Regions from separate parts of the Sus scrofa genome. Here region 2 is linked to region 1. The links are chromatin contacts, called in public Hi-C maps. All regions are on one chromosome and are shown on one strand. The core of a region is the stretch at or near the end of the contact, and the rest is flanking DNA. Distances in the headings are between cores, read along the strand shown.

The links. A called contact is a pair of places that touch in the nucleus more often than the background predicts.
Region 2: a contact with region 1 is called in a Hi-C map of liver, with 5 times the contacts expected there. The contact joins the promoter of FAM193B here to the promoter of PDLIM7 in region 1. A contact is called at or near these places in 1 of 5 promoter capture datasets (liver), 7 of 47 Hi-C or Micro-C datasets (brain, embryonic fibroblasts, heart right ventricle and 3 more) and 2 of 2 datasets of contacts at active chromatin or transcription factors (alveolar macrophages and skeletal muscle).

The regions. Positions count from the first base shown.
Region 1 is chr2:80,448,585-80,455,636 of Sscrofa11.1, reverse strand. PDLIM7 (PDZ and LIM domain protein 7) reads right to left here and starts at 2,624. Exons shown (of 13, transcript XM_021084381.1): 1 at 2,519-2,624; 2 at 1,448-1,553. The coding sequence starts at 1,543.
Region 2 is chr2:80,390,961-80,397,969 of Sscrofa11.1, reverse strand. It overlaps FAM193B (family with sequence similarity 193 member B), which reads right to left and starts at 1,599. Exons shown (of 11, transcript NM_001243850.1): 1 at 1,304-1,599. The coding sequence starts at 1,513.

The DNA.
Region 1 (7,052 bases), core at 1,375-3,874:
AGGGTGCCCCCAGCAGGCCACATCTGAAAGTCCATCCCCTAGGCTACTTTGTTGCCCATCCTCACCAAGGAAGAAACTGAGGCTCAGAGGCCAAGCCAAGGCCTACAGCTACCCAGTCACACTGGCTAGCACTTTCCCAGGGAAGGGGTATACAGGGGGAGGTTTCCAGGGCTGGAGAGACTCGAGAATTGTGTACAGGGTGGGTATATGTGGTAGGGAGATCACTGCCCTTAGCTACCCTTCCGGCAGCGCAGCTCCCAGGGTAGGATCCCTGAGAACAGTGACAGCCTAGCTGTTCTGGCCACCAAGCCCAATTCCGACAGACTCTGCTTTGGGGCCCCCTTGAGCTCAGCTGCGGCTGGACAACCCTCCGGCCCCCTCTAGGCTGTGCTTGCCCTGGGCTTCCTGCCAATAGCTGCCTGCCCACCAGGAGCCTGGGTGGGTCTCTCTGGATAAGCGGATATGGGAGCAGGAAGTCCCCACCTCCTCCTGAACCCACCCTCCACCCCCCACCACAGTGAGAGATACCAGCCCAAGGGCTGGACTCTCTCTCAGGGCAGGCAGCTTGTTTTACATGTCCCACGGCCGATCCCATGGCTAGAGCCACAGCCTGGGGGCGATGAGCTGAGGGGCCCACTGATGTGGTCAGGGGTCCAGGCCCAGACCAGCCTTTTTCAGCCCTGCAGACTCCAGCCACCAGTTGGCCATCCCTGCGTGGGGCTGCATTCTTGGGCTTATAAGGCAATCCCCCTGCCACAGGGAGGAGCCGGCCCCTAGCTCCACCCCCACCAGGACAGGATCTCAGAAGCTGAAGTCAGAGTCCTAGAGACCCATCCCAACCCCTGCTTGGGGTCAAAGCCCACTCCATCCTGAATGGGACCAGTGGATGGGATGGAAGGTCCTCACACAGGCCGGGGAGAGGCACCCCTCACACACACAGACTGCTGGCCATCCCTGTGGCTGAATTCCAATCCCTGTTTTGCCACGGAGTTGCTGAAGGAGCCCTTTCACCTCTCCGAGTCCTGAGTTAGCTCATCTGGAAAAACAGGATGACAGTTGCTATTCCCTGGGTGGCAGTGAGAATGAAGTGAGATCCTGCAGTCAGAGAGCCCTGCCTGGGGCCTAGCTCCAAGCATTGCTCTCTCAAGGAGCTTAGACACTTCCTGGAGACCTCAGAATGGGCATCCCCCTGGGCCTTGGAGGTGGCCACAGGAGCTTCGTGGAACAGCATCAGGTACAGTGCAGTGCTAGGGAAGTGTGGGGGCTCCTCTCCTAGTATCTCCCTAGTTAGGTTGGTAGTCTTCGTGGCAGTGCCCACATATCTGGACCTGGGCACCTCCTGGCCTACCGGCCGTGGCTCACTCCTGTTCAGGCTCTTTCTGTCACCCACTGGAGATCTGAGCACCCCAAGACCCCTGGGGGAGCCCCTCCCTCAATCTAGGCTCACCCGGGAGATGGAGAGGGGCACATTGAAGTCCTTGCCCCCCTGCAGCCGGAAGCCCCAAGGTGCTGGCCCCTCCAGCACCACCTTGAAGGAATCCATGGTGCCGCTCCTGAGAGGAGAGAAAAGGTGAGCAGCTGGCATGGTGGGTACACAGGCAGGCCTAGCTCTGGACATCAGGCTTGGACTAGTGCCAGGAAGGCACGAGCAGACGCTGAGCACACCCAGGGCAAGGGTAGGAGGGTAACTTGTTAAGTTTGGCTGGGCTGCTAGCTGGCAGACTTCACTTTGGAAAGGCAGCGGCAACCCCCCTTCCCCAAGGGACAGGGTGGGTGAGGGGAGCCCGAATCCAGCCTTGAGATTCTTTTCATCCAGGAGTGGATCGCAGGGCTAATTTGGCTCTGGCTTCCCCCCAAGCCATCCTTGAGCCTGGAACTAGACGGCAAGGCCAGTCCGGGGCCGGCGTTCCTCCTTTCCCCCGCCCCCAGGTCCCGGCAGGCAGGCCACGGCTGGAGCCTGCTCGGACTATATAAGGCGTGTAAGCTGACACTGTGCGGAGAGCCAACGGAGGGAACACACGGGGGCTCGGGACGCGAGGGGGAGGGGAAGGGGGGGAGGCGGCTGGAGCGGGTACTAGCCATTCCCGGACTAGTCGAAGCTGCCGTGACCCAGGGCGAGACCCCTGAGCGCTGGGGGAACTGGGCGGGTGCGCGGCCCCTGCGTAGGTCGGTGGGGACTGGGACTTCAAAGCGTGGCCAGGAAGGGAATTCATCCTAGAGTTCAGTGGGGGTGATGCCTCCCCCACAGGCCTACCCTCCTGACGTGACTCGGTTTCCCCCTGGTTCCCCGCCCCGGCCCCATGCATTGGCCGAGTCCCGGGGGCAGGAAGCGGCGCAGGCGCCAATCGGCCCCGCCGCAGCCGGCTTCGCCTCAGGAAGGCGGGGGCGGGGGTAGCGGCTCCCGCACGCCGGAGGAAGCGCAGCTTTGGCCACGACCCCTAGTGCCCGCTGTGGCCCCTAACAGGCCTCTGCCCCCCCGCCTGGCCCAGCCCGAAACGCCCCGCACAGTCGCCTGTACCTGCTCGGCCCCTCCGGGGCGCTGCTCAGCAGCGGGCTCCAGAGAGCCGCGCTGGGATCCGCCGCCCGCGTTCTGGCCCCGCCCCCGCCGCAGACATCAGTTATGAGCCCGCTGGAGGGGGCGTGGCCTGTGGCCACGCCTCCGTCAAAAGTTGAGCCCATGAGCAGTCTCCCAGGCAGTAGGAAGCCCCGCCGAATCCTTCCGTACCGCCCAATCACGAAGTCCGGTCTCTCTTTGCGCTGTAAGGCAAGGCTCTCCCTGGTCCCCTTAATGGGGCGGGGCCTGGGTAGGGTGTGGGGGGGTCTGGGCTGCTGGACAGCCCAACCCGCGGCTCGCCCAGCCCCTTGCGCCTCCCTCTGGCCGAGTGAAAAGCAAGTCACCAAGCAAACCAGGCAGATCTGGACCTGAGTCATCTCTAAACCCTAGTTTCCTACTGGGAAAGTGGGACAGTAATACTCGCCTCACAGGCCACCGTGAAGATAGGCATAGTTTGGCGTAAGGCACAGCCATTGATAGCTCAAGAATATCTAAATCGGGAGTTCCCGTCGTGGCGCAGTGGTTAACAAATTTGATCCCTGGCCTTGCTCAGCGGGTTAAGTATCCGGCGTTGCCGTGAGCTGTGGTGCAGGTCGCAGACGCGGCTTGGATCCCACGTTGCTGTGACTCTGACCAGTGGCTATGGCTCCGATTAGACCCCTAGCCCGGGAATCTCCATAATGCCGCTCCTGCGGCGAGCGGCTCTAGAAAAGGCAAAAAGACACACAAAGACACACACACAAAAGGAATATCTAAATCGGACAGACTTGGTCTGGAAGAGGGAGGGGGTGAACCTTGGAGGTGGGGTTAGTTGAGGTCGACACAGGGGGAGCTTACAGTTAAGTTTGCAGAACACTCCACCAAAGGCAGCAGACAGAGGTATAAAGGCCTTTGGCTCCGCCCCGACCCTATGCCCTGCCCTCACTCCTACCCCCTGACCCTCCGAAGGTTTAGGGCTGACCCCCAAACTGTCGAGATAGTCCTGGTACCCCACTCCAGAGTGGGCAGCGCCTCCAGTGGGGGTTTCACAGACCCCACAGCCCCAATGCTAGCGCAGTGGGAGGAAATTGACCAGGGATCAGGATGGGCATCCACCCCTCACCTCCTTCTAGGGCATGGCTGTGGCTACTCTCCTACCTCCACCATCATCATTACATTTCCCCCTATTCTGCATCATTCCCCTCATAATATAAACTGTAAGAATTTTCACTTTTTTTTTTTTTTTTTTTTTGGCCTTTTCTCATTATAGGGCTGCACCCAGGGGCATATGGAAGTTCCCAGGCTATAGCCGCCGGCCTATGCCACAGCCACAGCAAGGCCACAACAGGAATTCCAGTTACTTCCTAATTTAAACTTTCATTTTCCCCACCTCCCTAACTCCTTCCTTACTTCAAGGAAAAAAAATAAAAACAGTGTTCATCTGGTTAGGCCAGTAAAAATCATGAAGTTTTCCTTCCTTTCTCATCTGTGTCATACCTCAGATTCTGTAGATTCCACCTTCTGACTCTATTCCACACCTGGCTGCCGTGTTTGTCCTTGCCACTTGTCTCGTGCTTGGACATCTCAGCAGTCTCTTAACAGATTTCCCTCTTTCTACCCTTGCCCAGTCCCCAGTCTTCTTCAAAATGGTATTTTTAAAGCAGAAATCACACCATACACCTTCGGCTTCTAGCATTTCAGTGGGATGGAGTTGCACCTAAGATAAAACTAAAGTCTTTCAGACACTAATAAACTACCTCCCCCACTTCTCCTGGCTCACTCTGCTCCAGCCATTCTGCCCTCCTCACTGTAAATACAGCAAATACATTCCTGCTTTAGGGCCTTTGCACTTGTGGCTCCTTCCGCTTGAAACACTTTCTCCCAGATATCTAAATAGGTTCTCAGAGTTCCTGTTGTGGCACAGTGGGTTAAGGACCTAACATTGTCTCTCTGAGGATGCAGATTCGATCCTTGGCCTTGCTCAATGGGTTAAGGATTTGGCATTGCCATAAGCTGTGGCATAGGTCACAGAAGCAGCACACATCTGGTGTTGCCAGGACTCTGGTGTAGGCAGCAGCTGCAGCTCTGATTCAACCCCTGGTCCAGGAATTTCCATTTGCTGCAGCTGCACCCATGAAAAAGAAAATAAATTTTTTTTAGCTAAAATAAAATAAACAACAAGCTCTCTCACTCTGCTCAGTTCTCTGCTCAGATGTTGCCTCCTCCTTCTTTGGTCATCCTGTCTAAAACAGCAGCCTGACTCCTCACCCACATCACGTACTAGTGCCTTATCCTGCTTTATTTTTCTCCATAGCACTAACTACCATGGGACATTATATTAAGTGTTTGTTTCTTCGTTGCCTTTGTCCCTATTAGAATGTCAGTCCTATGAGAGCAGGGGCTTGTCTGTCTTGTCCACCATTTCCCCAGTGCCTGCACACAGTGGATATGAATGAACAGATGAAGGAAGGACTGAGAAAGTGAAACAGCAAATGAGTAAAGGAAAAAGTGGTAGCCTGGGGCTCCTGGGAGTCCTTCAGCAGAGAAAGCTCCTGGGTCCAATTCCTTGGGGCCCTGTAAGGCTCAGGTGTAGATGGACCCACCAGACATCCCTACACAGGCCTTACCTGGGTGGGAACCGGCCCTGGGCTGGGACACAGTGCCCCCTAGTGGTCAGGACACTTGCAGCTCCAGAGTCAGGTCCCTAGAGTCCTAGAGGTATCCAGAATTTCTCTTCTACAGTATGGTTGGAAACTCAGAAAAATTGCCACAAAAGGCTTAGATTTATAATTTAAAAAAATCATTCCAGGCATTTTGAGTAGTGTGGTCTTTGTAAGCTTCCATCACGGCATACCGTGGCCAGGGCCAGAAAGTGCAGCCCATCAACCTCATCTTCAGATACTTGCAAAATAGATCTCAGATTCAGGTGTGGCTTTATGAGCAAGTGAATTTCAGATAGAGGGCTGTGTCATTGGTTTTGATGAGTACATGAACCTTGTGTTAGATGATGCAGAAGAAATTCATTCTAAAACAAAGTCAAGAAAACAACTGGGTTGGAGTTCCCATTGTGGCACAAAGGAAACGAATCCGACTAGGAACCATGAGGTTGTGGGTTCGATCCCTGGCCTAGTTAAGGATCCAGCATTGCTGTGAGCTGTGGTGTTAGTCGCAGATGTATCTTGGATCCTGTGCTGTAGCTGTGGCGTAGGCTGGCAGCTGCAGCACCAATTAGACCCCAGCCTGGGAACTTCCATATGCCATGGGTGAGGTCCTTAAAAAAGAAAAAAAGAAAACAATTGGGTTGAATCATGCTAAAAGGAGACAATATTCCTCTGCCCCAAAGTGTCTCCAACTAGAAATGATCAATGAAGTGAAAAACTGCTGAAAAGGCAAGGCAGTTTGTTTTTTCGAGTGTGCTTTGTTGGGAGTGCAGTTTTTGTGTGTTTGTTTTTTGCTTTTTAGGGCTACACCTGGGGCACATGGAGGTTCCCAGGCTAGAGGTCGAATCGGAGATGCAGCTGCCGGCCTACACCACAGCCACAGCAGCATGGGATCGGAGCCGAGTCTTTGACCTACACTACATGAGTCTTTGATCACGGCAATGCTGGATCACCGACCCACTGAGCGAGGCCAGGGATGGAACTTGAGTCCTCATGGATGCTAGTCAGGTTTGTAACCTGCTGAGCCACAACAGGAGCTCCCAGGAGTGCAGTTCTAAAACATATATTCATATTGTTTTAATCAGCCTATGTTATTACCACATGACAATAAATTCCCTTGGGTTGTTTTTATTTAAAGACAAACAAAAACAAAAAAAATCCCATGCTAGACAGAGTCCTGGGTTCCAGTTCTGGACATGAACCTGACTCTGGGTAGCAGTGCGACCTAGGATTTGCTGAGTTGGCAAGGGCTGGCTTGTCACTGTGGAGCTGAGAGGTCCTTGCTGCAGGCACACTGATGGAATCTCCTGGCCGCAGCTTGCTCTGTGGCAGCCTGATCGATTATGGGAAGACTTTACGTGTCAGGAGGATTCTCCCATATGTGGAGCTGAAATCTGCCTCTCTGTGGCATCAGCATCTTTCCAGGCTTTGTCCTCTGTGGTCACAGACACCCTGGGACATGACTCCACAGAACCTGCCTCCCCTCAACCTCCCTTCACACATTAGATTCACAGATGCCTTGTAGACATAAAGTCTAGTGTGCAATTGGATTCTTTTTTTTTTTCTTTTTACGGTCACATCTGCCACATGTGGAAGTCAAATCGGAGTTGCACCTACCTGCCTACACCACAGCTCCAGCAACACGGGATACAAAACCAATGTTATGTAATGATGTAATGATGAACAAGGCCAGGGGTCGAACTCACATCCTCCCAGGCACTATGTCAGGGTCTTAACCCACTGAGCCACAACCAGAACTCCTGCAGTAGAATTCCTAACTCTGGAGCTCAGGACAGAGGTCTGTGCTGAAGATAGATCTTTAGGAGTCATCAGCCTTTAGATGATCTGTGAGACCTGAG
Region 2 (7,009 bases), core at 350-2,849, 57 kb after region 1:
GACCAGAGATATATGACATGATCTGTGCTCCTGTGGAGTTCACAGTTCAGTGCCGGGAACAGACACATCAACAGAATGTCTCATTGTAGAATAGGGAGTGCTACCAGAGGGGAGCACAGGGGGCTGTGGGCACAGAGGGAGCACCTCACCCAACTGGGGAGGTCAGGGAAGGCTTTCTGGGAATGGTACCCCAAACAGCATCCCCACTCACATGCACAATTCCAGGGATTCTACTAGAAGGCTGTCAAGAGCCATGCCTTCTGGCTGCACCAGCCTCCCAGAGTCCCCTGCTGCCCGATGCAGTGTCTGCAGAGCCAAACGCATCTTCCGCCACGCCTCATCCTCATCCGGCGCTGCATCCGACCCTCCAAGACTCCTGCAGGAGCCTGCCTTTCTTGGCAGGCTCAGCCAAAAAACCAACTCAAAACTCTTTTGTCAGAGCAAGCTTAGGGCGAGCCACCCAGCCCCAGGTGCCATAACCCTCCCAGAGCAACTGTGGCTCATGCCGCCCCAGCTTCGCAGTGAACACTGGCAGGGTACCTCCTATTATTTCCTTTGCTCAAAAGAAAGTGACCTTCTTCCAGGTGGCAAGCTGGAAGCCTTGGAGAATCCTCCTCCTGCTCACTCTTAGCAGGATTCGCCAAACCCAGGGATCCAAGGGTCTGGGTGGACCGCCTTGGGGGTCGAGGCGGGGCGGGAGAGCGGGTATAGGGGGAGAGAGCAGCTTTGCTCTCACTGAGGGTTGCCACCTCAGTGCAGGAGGCCCACCAAACAGTCTCCTAGGCAGCCTGGCTGTCGGCTGCAACTGCTCTGCTGGGCAAGGAGAGGAGGGAGGCCTCGGGAGACATATGCTGGGAGCACAGCTGCCGAGGGGGCAGCGAGGGGAAGGGGTGGAGCCGCTCCCAGGGGGAGAGGGAAGAGGCTGCAGCCTTCCAGGTCCCAGCGCCCCGAGGTAGCCTATGAGTGGGGGAGCATGTGGGCCCAGAGGAGATGAAGGGCACAGGGCTGAGCTGTGGCCCCAGGATCCAAGCGCAGTCCCAGTGGGTGTGCGACCAGAACGTTTCCCGGAGGCGGTGGGAGAGGGTAGGCAGCCTGGCCTCAGGACAGGTCGGGCCGTGCCTCAGCTTTGGACATAAGGGTGCTGGCTCCACTCCCAACTTGGGGGAGAAAGCCTCAGCCCTGGTCCTAAGGAGTAAGGCTCTGACTCCGGCCGGATAAGGATGATCCACCCCCAAGCCCGTCCCAGCTCCGTTCCGGGGTGTGAAAGTGCCCAAGCAGCCAGACTCGCCTCTCTCGCTCCTACCTGGGGGACGGGCGCCAGTTGGAGCTCGTCGTCCTCTCTAGGGCCGTCGCGGTCGGGCTCGGCCGACGCCTCCGGGGATCCTGCACCCGCTCCTGCTTCCAGGCACGGCGGCGGCGGGGGCTCCGGCGCCTGGGGCTTCTGCGGCCCCGCGGCCCGCGCCCGCTCGCGCCGGCCCGCGCAGCCGCTCGGCCTGCTCCGCCTCCGAGTCATGCTGCTCCTCGCTCCGCTCACTCGCTCAACTCGCGCCGCCACCGCCGCCGCCGCCGCCGCCGCTCCCCTCACAGGACAACAGCCAATATGGCGGCGCCCGACTCCCCCTCCGCCGCTGCCAGCAGGTCAAAGGGCACGCGGAGTCCGCGCCGCCGCACTAGCCCCTCGAGGCTGCCTGCGCCATTTTGAATAAGGTCACCACCCGGAGTTTCGTGGGAGAATGAACCTGGTCAGGAAACGCCCACCCTGGGATCCAAGGAATGAGAGAGGGTGTACGCTGTGGTAGCAGTGCTACAAGCCCTGGGCGCTTAATAACTTGCTGTTAAGTGGGTGAGTGAATTAATAATTTCTATAGTGCTACGCTACTTTCACGGCCTCGACCTGACTCCTCGCACCCACATGGTGTGACAGGTATGATAGTTCCCATTTTGCAGTAGAGAAAACCTAGGCTACAGATGGTGAAATGGTTGCTCAACATCGTAGCGAGAACTCATGGGTTCGTTCATAGCCTGAGCTGAAAGGGACGAAGGGATTGTCTAGGTCTTTATTTTCAGTGTATGGTCCACTCAGAGTCTAGCATTTGGTGCTTGCGACAGCGAGACACAGACCTGACTTCTTCCTTAATCTAGTGGGGAAATACACAATTACAAGTGTGATAAAGATGAGATGACTGGGGTACGTACTAGGTCAGTGTTTCCAAGAAAATGGTATGTGTGCAAAAGAATTTTGAGTGGTACACAAAGGAACATTTAAAAATATAATGATTATGGAGTTCTCTTCTAGCTCAGCGGTTAACTTACCCGACTAGGATCCATGAGGATGCAGTTTTGATCCCTGGCCTTGCTCCGTGGGTTAAGAATCCAGCGTTGCCTGGAGTTGCCGTCGTGGCGCAGTGGTTAACGAATCCGACTAAGAACCATGAGGTTGAGGGTTCGGTCCCTGGCCTTGCTCAGTGGATTAAGGATCTGGCGTTGCCGTGAGCTGTGGTGTAGGTCGCAGACGCGGCTCAGATCCCGAGTTGCTGTGGCCCTGACCAGTGGCTACGGCTCCGATTAGACCCCTAGCCCGGGAATCTCCATGCCGAGGGAGCGGCCCTAGAAAAAGGCAAAAAGACCAAAAAAAAAAAAAAAAAAAAAAAAAAAAAAAGAATCCAGCGTTGCCTGGAGCTGTGGTATAGGTCGCAGACTCGGCTCCCATCTCACATTGCTGTGGCTGTGGTGTAGGCCGGCAGCTGTGGCTCTAATTGGACCCCTAGCCTGGGAACTTTTCTATATGCCATGGAAAAAAGCAGAAAAAAAAAAAATATATATATATATAAAATGATTATGTATTTAGTTGTCAAAATGGGTTATTTTCCCTCCCTTTCTTTTTTGAATATATAAGACATGCACATAGGACAAATTTTTTTTTTTTATGGCCACACCTGCAGCATTACAAATTTTTAAAAATAGTTTTGAGGACAGTCTGTCTCATGCCAGGGGCAGTGGTACCCTGAAACCATATGGTGGTTATATATAGAGTTTCTGTCCATCCATCAACAAGGGCAGAGTTCTGATGTTGACTCAACCCAGGAAGCAAGGGATAAGTGGAAAAGGCCCTGGAGCTCTCCCTACCAAGAAAGGAAATGAAAAAAATACTTCATCTTATCACAATTAACACCACCATCAGAGAACTGAAAGATTCAAGGTGATTCCCACTATATCGACATTACCTCTTCAGGTTGCCCAGAATAGAAGATATTTTTATTTTATTTTATTTTTAATTTTTATTTATTTATTTTTGCATTTTAGGGCCATACCTGAGGCATGGGGAAATTCCCAGGCTAGGCTTCCCAGCCTACACGACAGCCACTGCAATGCCAGATCTGATCCGAGCTGCATTTGTGACCTACGCCACAACTCACGGCAACACCAGATTCTTAACCTACTGAGTAAGGTCAGGGATGAACTTATATCCTTGTGGATGCTATTTTGGTTCATTACCGCGGAGCCACAATGGGAACTTCACCAGAATAGAAGACAAATGGTATTTTTTCCCCGGTTATTTATTTTTATTGTGGTAAAATATGGGTAACATAAAACTAACTATCTTAACCATCTCTAAGTGTAGAGTTCAGTGGTATTAAGTACATTCATACTGATGTGCAACAATCACCACCACCCATCTCCAGAATTCTTTTCTTCTTGCAAAACTGAAACTCTGTTCTCATTAGATAATAACTCTCCATTCTCCTGTCCCTCCAGCCCCTAGCAACTACCATTCTACTTAAAAAAAAAAAAAAAAAAAAAAAAACCAACTCTGTCTTTTCCCTATACCCAGCCTCTGGTAACCACTATTTTACTCTGTTACTATGAGCTTAGCTTTTTAAAAAATTCCAGAGTTCCCTGGTGGTCTAGCATTTAAAGGATCCAGCATCATCACTGCTGTGGCACAGGTTTGATCCCTGGTCCTGGAATTTCCATATCCCATAGACATAGCAAATAATAATAATAATAATTCCACATATAAGTGACATCATGCAATATTTGTCTTGTGACTGATTTGTTTCACTTAAAATGTCCTCCAGTTTCATCCATATGGCAAATGTCAGGAATATCTTTTTTAAGACTGAATAATATTCCTTTATATTTGTGTTATTATATATTCCTATGTATTTTGTATATACTTATATATTCATACACACACAGATATCTTTCTATCTAGACATATATCACATTTTCTTTATCCATTCATACATCCACAGGGAAGATAGATGGTCCTAAAGAATGACCAGATGTTATAATAAACTCATTCTGGTAGGGAATCCAACTGCAAGGACTTTTTCAGAGTGGCCATTCTTGGAGCAGATTGGTGAAATTGTTCAACCACAATTATAGGTCTGGCCAATGCTTTTTCTTCTATACCAAACCTCAGGAGGAGTTTGTGTTCCTCCGGCAGGGGTGGCAGTAAACCATTACTGTCTTGCTTCTAGGATAGGTCACTCTTTGGATGCACTGAGTTTGCAGGAATTTTTGTCCAAATCACCATTCCATTGGATATCAGGCCAAGCTACTGTGACAATGATGACAATATCCTGATGGACCTTGAGGACAGGAAGTTGTAGATACCCTAGGTGATTTAGTAAGCATGGTGTGTGTGCCTGAAGGCAGATAATAAACCCCATGAATATTTAGGGGTCTGTCATCTACTCAGTGAACTTTCTAGGGGTCTGGGGTGTGTTGTGATATGCTGCCCCAAATAAAGGACAATCTACTGAACATTACACTCCTAACCTAAGAAAAAGGTACAGTACTTGGTGGGCTTTTTTAGAGTTGGGTATAATATGCCATATTTAGGTACATTATTTTTACCTATTACTGAGTCATTCAACAACTTTAAGGGGGACCGTACATGGAGAGGTTTTCTTACTGGATCAAGCTGCAGAGTAGGTAGTTCTGCCTTTGGCCTTTATATTCAGGTACTGGATTTTGGATCAAAGTTATCTCCTTCAGCAGTTATTTTTCTTCTGAGAAGCAGCTCCTGGCTTGCCCCAGAGGTCTGGTGAAATTGGATGCCTGATTAGGGCCTAGCAAGTGACCACGTGACCCGAGCTACCATGTTATCTGATCTACCCAGCCATAAAATTAGGGGTCACCAGCAGCATTCTATCATCAAGAGGAAGTGACATATATGGCCTGGGTCCAGCACACCCTAAAGGCACAAGGAGGCTGCCTGAGCAAATTGTTTACATTCCTCTCCTACTACTGATATTCATGGTCTCATGGAGGGTTGTTTATGATAAGCTGACTGAGGAAGAAAAATTGAAAGCCCTGTTTATAGCTAGCTTTGCACATTATGCTGGCTCTGGCCAGAAGTGGATTGCTGGGGTCTTCCAGTCTTCCTCTGAGAAGGCCTGAGGGGCCTAGAACAGGGAAGTGCATCCAGAGGCCCTGGAATGAAGATACACTGATTCCTGGGCGTTGGATAATGGTTTAGTCTGTTACTTGGAAGGAAACAGACTGAAGGCTTAGTGATAAGAAGTTTTTTCTTTCTTTCTTTCTTTCTTTCTTTCTTTCTTTCTTTCTTTCTTTCTTTCTTTCTTTCTTTCTTTCTTTCTTTCTTTTTAGTGCTGCCCCCCTGCACCAATGGCATATGGAAGTTGCCAGGCTAGGGGTCGAATTGGAGCTGCAGCTGCCAGCCACAGCAACAGTAGATCCCAGCCGCATCTGCGATCTACACTGTAGCTCAGATCTACACTACAGCTCACGGCAACTCGGGATCCTTAATCCACTGAGGAGGCCAGGGATCAAACCCACGTCCTCTTGTATACTAGTTGGATGCTTTACCCCTGAGCCACAACAGGAACTCCCGTTTCTCATTTTCTTTGCTGCTTCTGGTGGGTTCTGGGGGAGAGGCAGACAAGAGGTCATAAGGGATCCTCCCTCACCTGTAGTTCCAATAAAAAATGACCACAAGCAAGTGCTTGGGAAAAAGGAATGAAGATTTGGAGCTATCATTCCCTCTCAGACCAGACAATGCAGGCAAAATTAAATATGTGTAGATTTCTGAATTCAGCTCAAAATCTTTACAGGGCTATCCCCCACCCACACACTCCAGTTTATGATAGTAAAAGTAAATGAATGCCTCTAAAACCAAATTTCATCTGTATCATATAGCTGTATTATACAGCAGATATTCTCAGTCATACTATGCCAAACATTGCTTCCAAATTTGGAGAAACTCCAGCCATCTCCACAAACTGGTAGCAAACAGTTATCTTACAGAAAAGCAGAAATATTACTTTATATAAAGAGACATGATTGTAAAACACTTGGCAAGGAGTTTGCTCCCATTTGAAATCAGCACTGGGTTTTTCTGTTTCATCTCCTTCCCAGTCACAACAGGGATCTGTCCCGGCTGGACCAGGTCCTGGGCATTTACCCTTTTTGGGGAAACAGATTCTCCACTAGGACTGGGCCTTTAGGGAGTTCCTGTTGTGTCTTAGTGGGTTAAGAACCTGACTAGTATCCATGAGGATATGTGTTCAATCCCTGGCCTTGCTCAGTGGGTTAAGGATCTGGCTATTTGGTGTCTGTCACAGATCTGGCTGTGGTGTAGGTCACAGATGCAGCTCAAATCTGGCATTGCTGTGGCTGTGCTGTAGGCCAGCAGCTACAGCTCTGATTCAACTCCTAGCCCGGGAACTTGAATAAGCCCCAGGTGCAACCATGGGGGGAAAAAATAGAACTGGGCCCTGGGAGTTCCCACTGTGGCGCAGTGGAAACAAATCCGACTAGTATCCATGAGGATTCGGGGACAATCCCTGGCCTCGGTAAGTGGGTCTGGAATCCGGTGTTGCTGTGAGCTGTGGTGTAGGTCTCAGACTTGGCTTGGATCCCACGTTGCTGAGGCTGTGGCTGTGGCCAACAGCCGTAGCTCCAATTCCCCTAGCCTGGGAACGTCCATATGCTGGGGGTTCAGCCCTAAAAAGCAAAGAGAAAAAAAAAAAAAAAAAAA